2 separate regions of the Cricetulus griseus genome follow, and region 1 is linked to region 2. A link is a contact called in public Hi-C data. All regions are on one chromosome and are shown on one strand. The core of a region is the stretch at or near the end of the contact, and the rest is flanking DNA. Distances in the headings are between cores, read along the strand shown. Region 1 holds the start of Daam1 (disheveled-associated activator of morphogenesis 1). Region 2 overlaps Daam1 (disheveled-associated activator of morphogenesis 1).

What was found. Hi-C and Micro-C count contacts between places; a contact is called where the count stands out from the background.
Region 1: a contact with region 2 is called in a Hi-C map of the CHK-Q cell line, with 3 times the contacts expected there. The contact joins the promoter of Daam1 here to the enhancer-like site in region 2. A contact is called at or near these places in 2 of 8 Hi-C or Micro-C datasets (the CHK-Q cell line and fibroblasts).

The regions. Positions count from the first base shown.
Region 1 is chr5:131,593,922-131,600,219 of CriGri-PICRH-1.0, forward strand. Daam1 (disheveled-associated activator of morphogenesis 1) reads right to left here and starts at 3,780. Exons shown (of 25, transcript XM_027418217.2): 1 at 3,630-3,780. It overlaps LOC103162537 (a long non-coding RNA gene), which reads left to right and starts at 3,955. Exons shown (of 2, transcript XR_003485919.2): 1 at 3,955-4,770.
Region 2 is chr5:131,525,976-131,531,831 of CriGri-PICRH-1.0, forward strand. Daam1 (disheveled-associated activator of morphogenesis 1) reads right to left here. Exons shown (of 25, transcript XM_027418217.2): 2 at 2,729-2,948. The coding sequence starts at 2,911. Among named protein-coding and RNA genes, the nearest start is that of Daam1, 69 kb to the right of the region's middle. Within about 2 kb of position 4,341, at least 1 of the 6 cell types and tissues checked has open chromatin away from gene starts, as enhancers often do.

The sequences.
Region 1 (6,298 bases), core at 2,530-5,029, 67 kb after region 2:
CTTCCATTACCAAGTTAACGCCAGAACAAGTGACAGCAATTCATAATCTTTATCCCAAGGGGGGGGGCGAGGTGGGAGGAGACACTTTCATTTTGACTAAGTGCCCTGTAGAGAAAACAAGTTTGGCAACCAAAATTGGCAAAGTTTTGTTTTTTCCGTAACTAACAGAACACAGACCTAAGATTTGGAAACACAAGACTATAGGATGCTAGGAAAGACCCCCAATTCCAGTGACAAGCTCTGTGGATCATTTTCTGAACCATACACCTGAAGCTCAGTGGTACCTAGCTTTGTGGGAAAGGCTTGTTCCCTCTTATCCAGCTGTAACTTTAAAGTGTTTTCACAGAAGAACCCAAGATTCTCAAGCCAAAGCCATACTCTAAATATTTACAAAATGAAACTATTTCAGTCTTAACTGTGTTTTTAGGCACCTATTTGTGGGGAGAACCTTGTTACCAACACTAAAGACAGTTCTTTAAACAAAGTAGCCCAAATAAAACTATCCACAAGCACATTCTCAACACTCCAAACTACCTGCCAAGAAGAGAAAGGCAGGTTTCCAGTTCTGCCTAAGGATGTGACTGACCCACCACGCTTCTCTATCACCCTTCTTAAGATGGATCACACTCCAGAGCCACCAGTTTGACCACTGCATAACAACACCTTAATCAACACCAGACAAATGTCCTTTCCTAGGAATGGCCTGGAACAGATCCTGTTTATAGAACAACTCTGCCCCAGATGACAAGACTGCTGTCTCCCAGCAACTCCAGGAGCCACTGGTGGACTGACAAAAGCTTCTAGCTATCTTTGCCTTCTCTTTCTCCTCAGTTTCCCCGCCATACACCTTTGGGGAAATTATCTGGGCCAAGGAGAGTACAGCTACTAAAAGTATCCAGTTGAGTGTACTAAGAAAGTGTAACAATAGCCTATGGAGGTGAATGCATTCTAAAAGTAATTATAAAATAACAAACCATCTTTACACTCATGGAAAGAATTGTAGCAAGATGTGTTGACAAAAATAAGGGAGAATATTACAACAAATTACATAACTAGCAGGAGATAGAATACAGATCTTGGATTTTCAATCCTCTTTAATTTTTAGCTAATGAATGCTTATTAAAGAAACTTGTCCCAAATTCTGGAAAGACTGAGACGACAAATAGCCTGCCTTCAAAAAGTTTAGCACACAGAGCAAAAGCAAATAAGCTAATAAATGAAGGACATTTCCCCCTTATGATAAATCCTAGGGCAAAAAAGAAAATACATAATAATGAGTGAAAACTTCTGCTATTGCTGCCTCACAGGGATGTAACCACCTACTTAAGATGATGAGTGTTAACCACTTGGCACAACAACCCAAGCATTACCCTGTACATGAATGCACTTGCATAGAAACTCCTATATACAACCCCCCACCCATTTTTGAGAGATAACACAATCAGGATAAAATGCAGACGATGGGAAACAAACATCTTAATATAATTTAATTGCCTTTTGCTCAATTACGTTACAAATAACTACATTCATCAAGAATCTGCAAACCACAAAATGTAAACAACTAATTGTGACTAGGACATAAAAGCCCAGATGCTTAAGATAATATCAAGTGTACTATAAATTTAAAAATAGTACTTACAGCTACCTTGTCTATTTTTCAACAGCACCCCAAGGATCTTGATTTGGGGGCAGCCATACAAACTGAATGCTACAATGTCAGAGTTCAGTTTAAACCTTGCGCTATTGGGAGGAGGGGTCATTTTCAGAGTTGCAAGGCTTTAAACCTAGAATCAACATTAGGTATTCTTTGAACTCACCTGTCCACACTATCAGTGAGATGACAGGTGCTCTCAGAGGTAATGGGTTAGCACTCGGCTCAGAGTTTCACTTTTAAGGACCATCAGCAGCTGGACTTTAGATTTTATGAAAATTATTTCTACCACTGTGCGCCCACACTTCAATTTCTGTTATTAATTGCTCTGATATTTTGAGGTGATGACACCTCAGGCTATTTGCTGACCAGGGAGCAGTGTAGGCATGGGCAGAGTGACCTTGTTAAGAAAACTGCCTCCAACACTATTAACTGTGGTAATGGTGGAAAGATACGGTTCGCTTGATGCAGCAAAGACATCTTCCAAATTTAGTTCACCTCACAACAAAAGCCCCAGACAATTCCTTTTGAGATGATGTATCAGCACGAGGGAGGAAAAGGGGTCCAAAAAGGGTATCCAAGCTATGTAGGAGAGAATAGGGGGAGTCCCAGAGCTGCCAGAAGGGTGAGGAAGAGGGAGCAGCTGGGCCTAGGGCAAACATTTGACCACACCCCCGGCCACGCCCTCCCAGCTGCCCGCAGAGCCACAACGAATTGAAACAGCAGTGAGAGCTGTTAAGATTCCGAAGGCAGGAGTCGCCATGGCAACCGGATTCGTCTTGCAGGCAAACTATGCTTCAATTCACTAGGTCCGGCTCGAATCTCAAGAAACTACCAATTCAATGAGGGCAAAACGGTCACGGGCAGCATTTGCCATGGATGCTCCATGGAGGTTGATGATGGGAGAGAGGGACTGGAGAGCAAAATTCTATTCCTGAGCACAGTAAAGCATGTGATGCGGAGGGGACAGAACACCACAAACCTTGGCTGTAAGGAACGTGCAAAAGACCTTAGAAGGGTCTGATGAATGTGTGAGTCTAAAGGAACGAATGAAGCTAATGAAGAAAGGGAAGACAAAATCCAGAGGACTTTAGAGTTGTCGGGCCGGGCCTCGCTTAGGTCTCCTCTCCAGCCAGGAGACTAGCCAGTCACAAACAGCTGGTAAACCCGATTATCCAGCCCTCTTGCCCCTACAGCGAACCTTATCATTAGGTTATCCTCCACCCCGTCACCCCCAGGGTTGTAGGGAAGGCGTTTAGCCCCCGCCCAGGTAGGTGCCCTTTACAGGCTTGATTCGGCAGACCCAAGAAGACTGAGATGTGCCCCTCCGAAGCAGGACGCGGGGAACCGAGTCCGGTCCCCGGGAGGCGCATCTCCCCGCGTCTCCGCCAGCCGCCTGCTCGCGGCCTCCGCAACGCCAGGTTTCCCTCTTCTCCCAACACACAGTAAGCACGGTCACTGCCTGGATTACAGCCACTCTATCCGTTTGAAGTACGGCTAGACGTGAAGGTGCCAGGGATGGTGAGGGGCTCGCTGCCACCACGGTGCCCACAATCGTACAGAGCCAGCGGCCCGGGAGCGCCGCCCGCTGCCGCAGCTGCCGCAGCCCTGGCCCGAGAGAACCCTCGGGCGGGAGGCGAGCTGTACCCGGCCGGTTCCACTACCACGGAGCGTCTAGGAAAGAAAGAAGGGAGGGACCCCATCCTCGGGGACGCCTTCCTTCAGGCTCGCCTCGTTCCGTGCCGCGCTGCAGCCATTTTCCAAAGCCTAGTTTGGCAGCCCGTAGCAATCTGGGTCCCGTTCCCACCCAGACCCAACCTGAAGGACGAGTTTAATATTTACCTACTGGCCCGGGAGCTCCGGGAAGCAGCAGGAAGGAGCGCCGCCAACAGCGCGAGGAACCAGCACGCCCACCCCGCGCCACGGTGCGGTGCCGCTAATGAATGAGTACGGCGGGCGAGCCGAAGCGTCCCCTCACCTGAGCAGCTGCTGCATGCTGAAAAGGCCGCTCTGCGTTCCCGGTACAATGGGATCCGGTTAAACAGTTCCCTTCACAGCCGCTCGTAGGTTACCAACTCGCAGGTGACATCACCCTCGCCTCGTCTGATAGGATACAATGTGGCGTCCACTGCGCATGGGACGCCCTGACCAGGCCCTTAGGATTCTGGGAGTTGTAGTCTAAATCCTGCACACAGAGCCGAAATAGCTTCTCCATCCGCGCCCGAAGGAACTACATTTCCCGAGGTGCCTCTCTTCCCTTCTGTGCCCGCCTCCTACCCGCCCCTTCAGACCCGCCCCCTCCCCGCCCTCCAGTCGAGCAGTGCCTGCGGTGGTCGTTCAGAAACCAAGCAGCAAACTGCTTGGCCAAGAGGGAGGGGCACCCAGCGGCCGTGCCCTTTGACTTGACCTCTGTTCCTGCCAACGAGCCGGTAGGCTGCGGGACCAAGGGGCGTCCTGAACTCGCGCACACCTACCGGGCACTTCTGATCCACTGGGCTCTCCTGCCCCCAGCTGGGAAGGGTCCATAAAAGCCTTTCCCTGCCTTTTCCATAGGACTCCAGGGGTTCTGTCTGGGTTGAATACCGAGCCTGTATTTACCCCTGTCCCCAAGGATCAAACAACGCCAGCCGTGAAAAGAAGGAATCCCCTTGCACCACACTTGGATCAGTTCACCTTTCTCCTCTCTCTCCTTCTCCCCCTTTTTAACCAAGACCGAGTAGCCAAGAAGAAAGACAGGAACAGCTTATTCGGCTGACCTGACAGAAAAACTGGCGGCTGTCACTAATAAAAATGCAGTGTAGTAGAAAACAGAGACAGTTGCCACAAACCTGCGTCCGCTAGCCTGCTGCAGTGGAGATAATACTATCGCATACCCATGCTTTTGTTCATCCCTGAAGAGACTTCCGCCCTGGTGGCTCACAGCTCCTCCGAAGACAGCATGCATGTCTAAAAGTTTTAGTTAATCATGCATTCATAAAATTTAAAAATCCGCAACACTCCCTCCACCTTCGCTCCCCACACGTTTTCTTTTAAAACTGTAAATTTTTTTTAAACCTTAAAGTAAACAGTATCCTGCAAGGATTGCCCGGATCAACAGACACCTAAATGTGTATTCAAAGGTAAGCAAAGGGTGTATAGTGGAATTCTGACCCTTCTGGCAGTTTTGGTTTTAATACATAAAAGTGTTCTGTGTCTCCATCTCTTTCAATGAATACCAAACATGAAAAATTAACAGGAGGAGCAAATCTCCAGGTGTCTTTTTACAAGAAAAAAAAAAAAAGCATTTATTCAGCTTTCAGTGGTACTGCTATGATGAGCTCACATGCCCACTTCCACCAGCAAAATTAAGATTTAATTCTTAGGGAATGAAGATTGACAATTAAAATTTCCAACAACTCTTCACCTAATTGCTGGTGGAAAGTCACCACTCATCTCCCCTTTTCATCTTGAAATATTAAGGTTCAAGTGAAATATATTCTTGGATGACAATCTCAGAGAAAGTGTAGCTTTGTGAAAGAGGAGGTTTACTGCTGAATTCTCATTTTCTTTTGACGAGCCTATTCTGTACAAACCAGACCCATTTTCCTCCACGGAAGCAGTATAACTCTGTTGCTCTTCTGATCTACTCAGTCCATCTCAAATATTATCTTAAATGGAACCCAGACAACACAAATGTTCCTTTGGCCATCAGACCAAGGGGACAAGCAGTGATGCTCTAGCTAATGGGTAGGCTTAATGTATTGCATAGTTTGCTGTGGGAAAATATTCAGAAAGAAACCAGACCTAGGATGATTCTAAAGGCTCCCTGAATCTTTTAACTGTAGAAAGCTTTTAGGTGGAAACGTAAGCAGTGAGCTTGAAATTTACTGAGTCAATAAATTGAGCTTGGAGCCTTTCTATCAGGCAAGGTTTATCCTTGTGGATGAAAGCATACTGTTAAGGTACACTCAGAGAAATAATTTTCTAGAAATCACCTTTCAGCAAGCTCTCTTGGTTCTTAGCAACAAAGAAAAGGAATAGACTCTTGCCCAAAGCAAAAGAATCCATTCTCCATAACAGTATTGCAGGGTGTGCCATGTCACCCAGCTGATCTCCACATGGAAAGCACAGCCTGCACAATAGACAAAACAGGTGTGTGTGTGTGTGTGTGTGTGTGTGTGTGTGTGTGTGTGTGTGTGTGTGTATGTATGTATGTATGTAGATGTGAGCTTTCATCAATCAACTCTAAATATAGATAATAGATAGAAGTCTTGGTATTTGAAAATGGTTTTCTGTAAGTGATGATGGATTTAAACTGATCCCTGCACACTGTTGCATTGGTAACCAAGGGAAACAAGATGGCTTTTTAGCATCAGAAATGCTGTCTGTGAACCTGAAATCAGTGGAAGCCTAAACTTTCCATGATGGCATAGAGGAACTCACACACACACACACACACACACACACACACACACACACACACACACATTTTCACACACTCATTGTGATGCCCGTATTTAATTCTTTCTGTGACTCAGAAACCATGAAAAGCCTTCATTCTTTCTAGCTTAATTTACATTCTGAGCCAAAAAAAAGGGGGGTTTCTTTACTTTTGCCCTATTATTTTTAAACAACTGGTGCTCTCCTGCAATTATCTTACAAAAGGCC
Region 2 (5,856 bases), core at 3,091-5,590:
CCTTCAGCTATCAGTGGCACACCTCTCCTCAGGTTCATGTTCAACTGTAAAGTCCTTTGAGCAGGAAATGAAACCAGGCCATAAATGTGCCATTCCTGCCCTTCTGCATAGCTATCATGGTACATGAATCACAGCCCCTCCCTGGGAGAGGACTATGCATCCTCCATCCATCTCGGTGACCTCAGTCATGGCCATGTGACTAGTGGTGCCAACCTCTACAAAAGAATGACACTTTCTAACCCAGTGTTTCCAAGCATGTCTTTGTGATCCGCATTGGCAATGAAACGTGGGCCCCAGTGACATGACTGACTTAGAGATTGCTGCTTCTTTTCCTCTTGGTAAGAAGGTGGCAAGGAACAGAACTACTGACCTGGGGTGAACACGTAGCACTAATGCAGGCTAAGGCTCGGCTGTTGGAACCATGGTTTCACTACCACAGCAGAAGCCTCCTGCCCTTCCCCAAGCCTTCTGAAAGTCTTCCCTGACCATATTCCTCATCACCTGTTGTCCACCCCACAGCAAGAATTCACATGATCCCTGAAGGGGAACTCTGTGCTTGTACCTTTGATGATGTTAGAACTTCATGATTGGTCCTCTCTACTGTTATCAGTAACTGAACTCATCACAGTTCTGAAGGCCAAGTCTAACTTCTTTGTGTGTGTCTGCTTTGTTTTGTTTGAGACAGAGTTTCATGTATTCCAGGATGGCCTCAAACTTGCTATGGAGCCTAGGATGACCTTGAATTTCTGATCCTCCTGAGTCATCATGCCCAGTTTATGTAGTGCTGGGGACTGAATCCAGGTGTCATAGTTAATATTCATTGTCAACTCATTAAGCTTTAGAATACACCATGGATACACAAGTCTGAGTATGTCTATGAGGGTGTTTTCAGAAAGATTTAACTGAGCAGGCAAGACTCACCCTGAATGTGGGCAGCAACATTCCATGGGCTGGAGTCTTGGACTGACACAAAGGGACCACACTCATCTCTCTGCTTCAGTCACATCAGGCACATGTGACTAGTAATTGTGCCACACACCTGCTACCATGCCTTCCTGTCACTATGGACTAAAGCCAAAGACACGTCTTCTCCCTTAAGTGGGTCTGTGCCAGGTTGATTACAGGGATGAGAAAAGTCATACATCAGGTTATCTTGTATGCTAGGCAGGAACCATACCAATTGAACTATATCCTGAGCCACGTGTGTGTGTGTGTGTGTGTGTGTGTGTGTGTGTGTGTGTGTGTGTGTGTGTGTGTGTGTGTGTGTGTGTGTGTGTAGCCCAGTCTGGCCTTGAGCTCACTATGGAACAGAAGATGACCTTGAATTCCCAGTTGTCCCACCTCCATTTCTCAAGTGCTAGGATTGCAGGCATGCCCCATCACAGCTGGTTTTAGCTTTTTATTTTGAGACCTAAAATCAAGTTCTTCATAGTGTAGAGAAGGAAGAAGGGATAAAATATTCAATATCATAAAGTATAAACATGCAATCATAAGCTACCTCTTTTTATCCTAATCAACTCTGCTCAAAAATAGGCTCATTTCTCCCCTCGGGAGACCAAAACGCAAACCTCAGCTCCACAGACTCTCGCTGGCTCATCTTTCCATTTCTGAATTCTCATCTGTAGCCGGAACAACACTGTCAGTCCCCTGGCAGGCAGTGACACAGCCTACTTTCTGCCCTAAGAATCAAGCAAAAGACCACATTCTGTAGCTCCTGCCACGCAATCACATGCCCAATGAGAAGAAACTCTACTAGGAAATGCTGGCTGTAATCAAAGGAGGATACGGCACACCTGGGACTCCACTGAACACCTTGAAGGGTCAGGCACTAGACCCCACCCACTGTGGCCTGATCTGGCTTAAACTTGGAAGTAATTCTGAGAAGCAGTGTTTCCCCTACAGTTTTCAGAAACTGGGATCAGAAAAATAACTTGGCTGTCTATACTTAAGTAGGAAGATTCAGGGTAGTGAACTGAAGCAAGGAATGCTGATCTCTATACTAGCTCTCTTTAAATTACACCATAAAAGTGAAGAGTCCACTTGCACCTCTTGATGAACAGGTTCTACACAGTCTATATCATCTCATTTGAGGTCAGTGATCTCTACAGTGTGATGATATCTATAAAAAGTTTCCCACAACAGCTGTTACTCCAATCCTATCATTAGTCTAAATAACGATACAGCACTTAAGTACTAATGTCTTTCACCAAAGTTCAAAGACAAATTGGGAAGCATGACTAATTTTCAAGCAGCAGTAATAATACACATTGGGAAAGGAGTGAAGGAACATGGAGGCATTCCAAAATGTGTGATGTAGATGCAGGAGTGACACACATAAGCATAGACCCGAGGAAGAATGAGGATGAATTAGAGCAATTTAGGATATAGTACCTACCACTATTTTTGAACATCCAAATGTTGAAATCCCTCTGCCTATTTGAAGCACAAATAAAACCTTTGAATGTAGAGTCATATGACCCTTTTCAACACTCACCTGTATCAATCCGTGTACACGCATGTGCCCTCGCGTGCACATGCACACACACGCACGCACGCACGCACGCACGCACGCACGCACGCACACACACACACACACACACACATACATTTACTTCTCCATAGTCAGTGAGGACAGTAAAAGCTCAGATACAGCCAAGGCAACCCACCCATTGCCTTTCCTCTTCTCCCCTGGCTTATCAAAATGACAGCATAAACATCCAGGACTCACCACAAGTTCACTGAACATGACATCCAGCTCCTCCACAGGGGGCATGGGCAGTGCTGGCTCCATGGTCTGAAGTGCAAAGTTGCTATCATTTCGAAGCCGATATGTGATTTCTGGGTGGTCATTGTTTCGGAAACAGCAAAAGATAAACGAAATTCCGCGTCCACCTCTCTTCCTTGGGGCCATGGTTGAATTTTCTCCTATTTCCTGATATTACTAAACTCTGTGAAAAGACAACATGACATGGTTGAGTATGATAGACAAAAAAGTTTTGAAAAATCAAACCAATTCAAAAGAGAGTTCCCTATGTTTCTGGCAACATGAAGACTCTACAGGAAATGGGGGGGGTGTGTGGCAGAGAACCCATGTCCTTCCATTCCCTTAGTGAATGCTTCCTTAGGCCAACTGTGTACAAAAAAATGCAGCTCCAGCTACTGCACCCTGCAACATGCTCTGACCAGTCCAGCTGACGGCCATTCTTGGTATGGAATTCTTTTTCCTCAGGAATGACTGTTTCTAAAACAGCAGACAGAAATCGTTTCAGAAAACCACAACCAATAAAAATGCAGAGTTGTGGAGCCCAGTCCTAATGGACACATCTACAAAGTGCTCCCACACCTAAGGCCCAGGGAACATTGCTGAATAGACACCAGAAAGATTGTAAGAACCAAAGGATCAGGGAGTTTGCCGTGAGATTGTGTCTCCTAGAAGCTACACCCATAAAGTCTGACAAACATGACAGCCCAAATGTGAGCTAAACAAGGATGATACCAAGGAACATACCAAACAGGATGGGGAAAAGCCCACAAAGTCTCAATCCCATGCACAAAGGAAAAACAACAACAACAACAAAAACCATAGGCAACTAAGCTGGGAGTGGGAGAGGTGGTCTTATCCTCTCCCACCAATTGGTTGCCTGGTGTCAAATGATAACCCTTGAAAACATGCATATAAGCAACATTATATGAACGCAACAGGTTACATTTTGGAGTTATACATGTATAAAAATACATATATGCATGCAATAACTATTATTTAAAAAAAAGAGGCCAAGAATTTGAAGGAGAGTGGGAAAGGGTTTATGGGGGGTGAGGGGTTAGAGGGAGGAAAGGGAAGGGAGAAATGTTGTCACTAAATTATAATCTCAAAAATAAACACCAACCACAAAAACAAAAATAAGAACGATTGTTTCTTCTTTGGTCCCTAGTAAATCTCATTATCCTTGTTTTCAAATTAAAGCTTTATATTTTTTCTTTTATTTATTTAATTATTTGTGGGAAGGGACATTTTGTGCCACAGTTCATGTGTGGAGTCTGAGGACAATTTGGGGGAGTCAGTTCTGTCTTTCTAACATGAAGGTTCCTGGCACTGAACTTGAACTCAGGTCATCAGTCTTGGTGTTAAGTGCCTTTACTTGTTGAGCCATCGAGTCAGCCCTCAAACATCCTTTAAAGTCCTACTTCAAATTCTGTCATCTCTCTTAGGTTGACTTAATACTGAATAGATGCTCAGGCATCCACCTATCTGTCCTAGCACGTGTGCAGTCCTGTTCTTTATCTGTATCTTCTGTTAAATAGTGCTAATTCAAGCACATGGCCTAATGTACTTTGTCTAAAGCCAGAAACAGAGGAGTCACTCTGCAAATGTTTAACATAATTGAAGTTAATGACAAATCAAGAACTTTAGGGATTAGTGCTTTTTAAACAGAAAGACATGAGTCCAACAATAAGGGAAATAGTGAAATAAATTCATTAAACAGAACAAGACATCCAAATACGTAAGTTAAAAAAAAAGTTCAAATGCTATTTTGTACAGACACTCTACCCTGCAAGATAACAGGGTGTTCTCAGAACGTATTAAGATTTATAAATATATACAAAGATATTACTAACATTAGCCTCAAAAATAAAAGGTTTGGGGAGCTGTGCCTTTCTGTCTTGTAACCCTTTAGATTTTCATCATAAGTGTTTTTAAGCCCATCCTGAATTAGGAGTCCCAGCCCATGTAAGTAGTACTAACTTAACTGTAATGTCAGTAACTGTAATGTCAACATGCTCCTACCAGGAGATGGGAAACAGACAAGAGAAGAAGCTAGACGCTTTCCAGTAGCTATCCTAGCTTATGCAGCAAGAGACAAGAGCTCCGTCTCAAGCAAAGTGGAAAGTGACAGGGTCACCATACTTTAGAATTGTGGACAGGTGACTTGCTGAAGAGCTATAGAGAATGCCAAGCCCCTGGGGGGGGGGGAGGAGAGACAGCTGATTACAGAGATGAAGTCAATGATACCACATTCACAATTAAGGACAAAGCAGTTTGTTCTCCCACACAGGGCTAGCAGGTGGCAGGCACTTCCTAAAAGACAAGAAAAGACCCAAGGGGGAGGAGAAGGTCTGCATCTATCTAAACTTGAACTGATCTCTGGGCTGATATACAGAAACAGGCTCAGAACTGTGCTGCCTCCAAGGTGGAACTGAAAGCCAGTGGGCCACAGCTATGGGGGACACATGCAGTTCTCTGTGAGTGTGTGTGTCTGTGTTGGGGTGGGGGGATAAGGTAGCAGGAAGGAGACCCTGGCTGGCACTGTGATCTTCAAACCACTCCTCTTAGGAATGCCCAGGACTATGATGCACCCTAACAGTCTCAGAAAACTTCTTGCAATTAAAAAGAACATGCACAGCTAGCTCATCATCTCCTGAGCCTCCACATCTGTCCCATCTGCCTTTCCACCTTCCCTTGGGTTACTGCATCTAAAACACACTGATCGTGTTAGCTTTGACCTCAGAACCTTTGCACCAACAATGTCAAGAGACTGGCAGGTTTAGGTCTACTTCAGTACATGGCTGAATCCTCATGATAAAGCACTAGCACTCTCTCAAAGAGGCCACCCCGATTATGGTCTTTCCATATCCCATGCACTATCCTTTCATCCTGATGAAAAGTTCTTCATAGCAGTTGCCACTAGCTGGAATATCCTATGTGGTTATTTAATGAAGGAAGAGCCATGATAGTAAATACTTAAGGAATACTTGTTAGTATCCAGGCATCTGTACTGGCCTGTCCTTGGGGTTCTGACAGGATATGCCCTCAGCTGCAGCCACTAAGAGAACCACCTGTGCATATTCACTATGTTC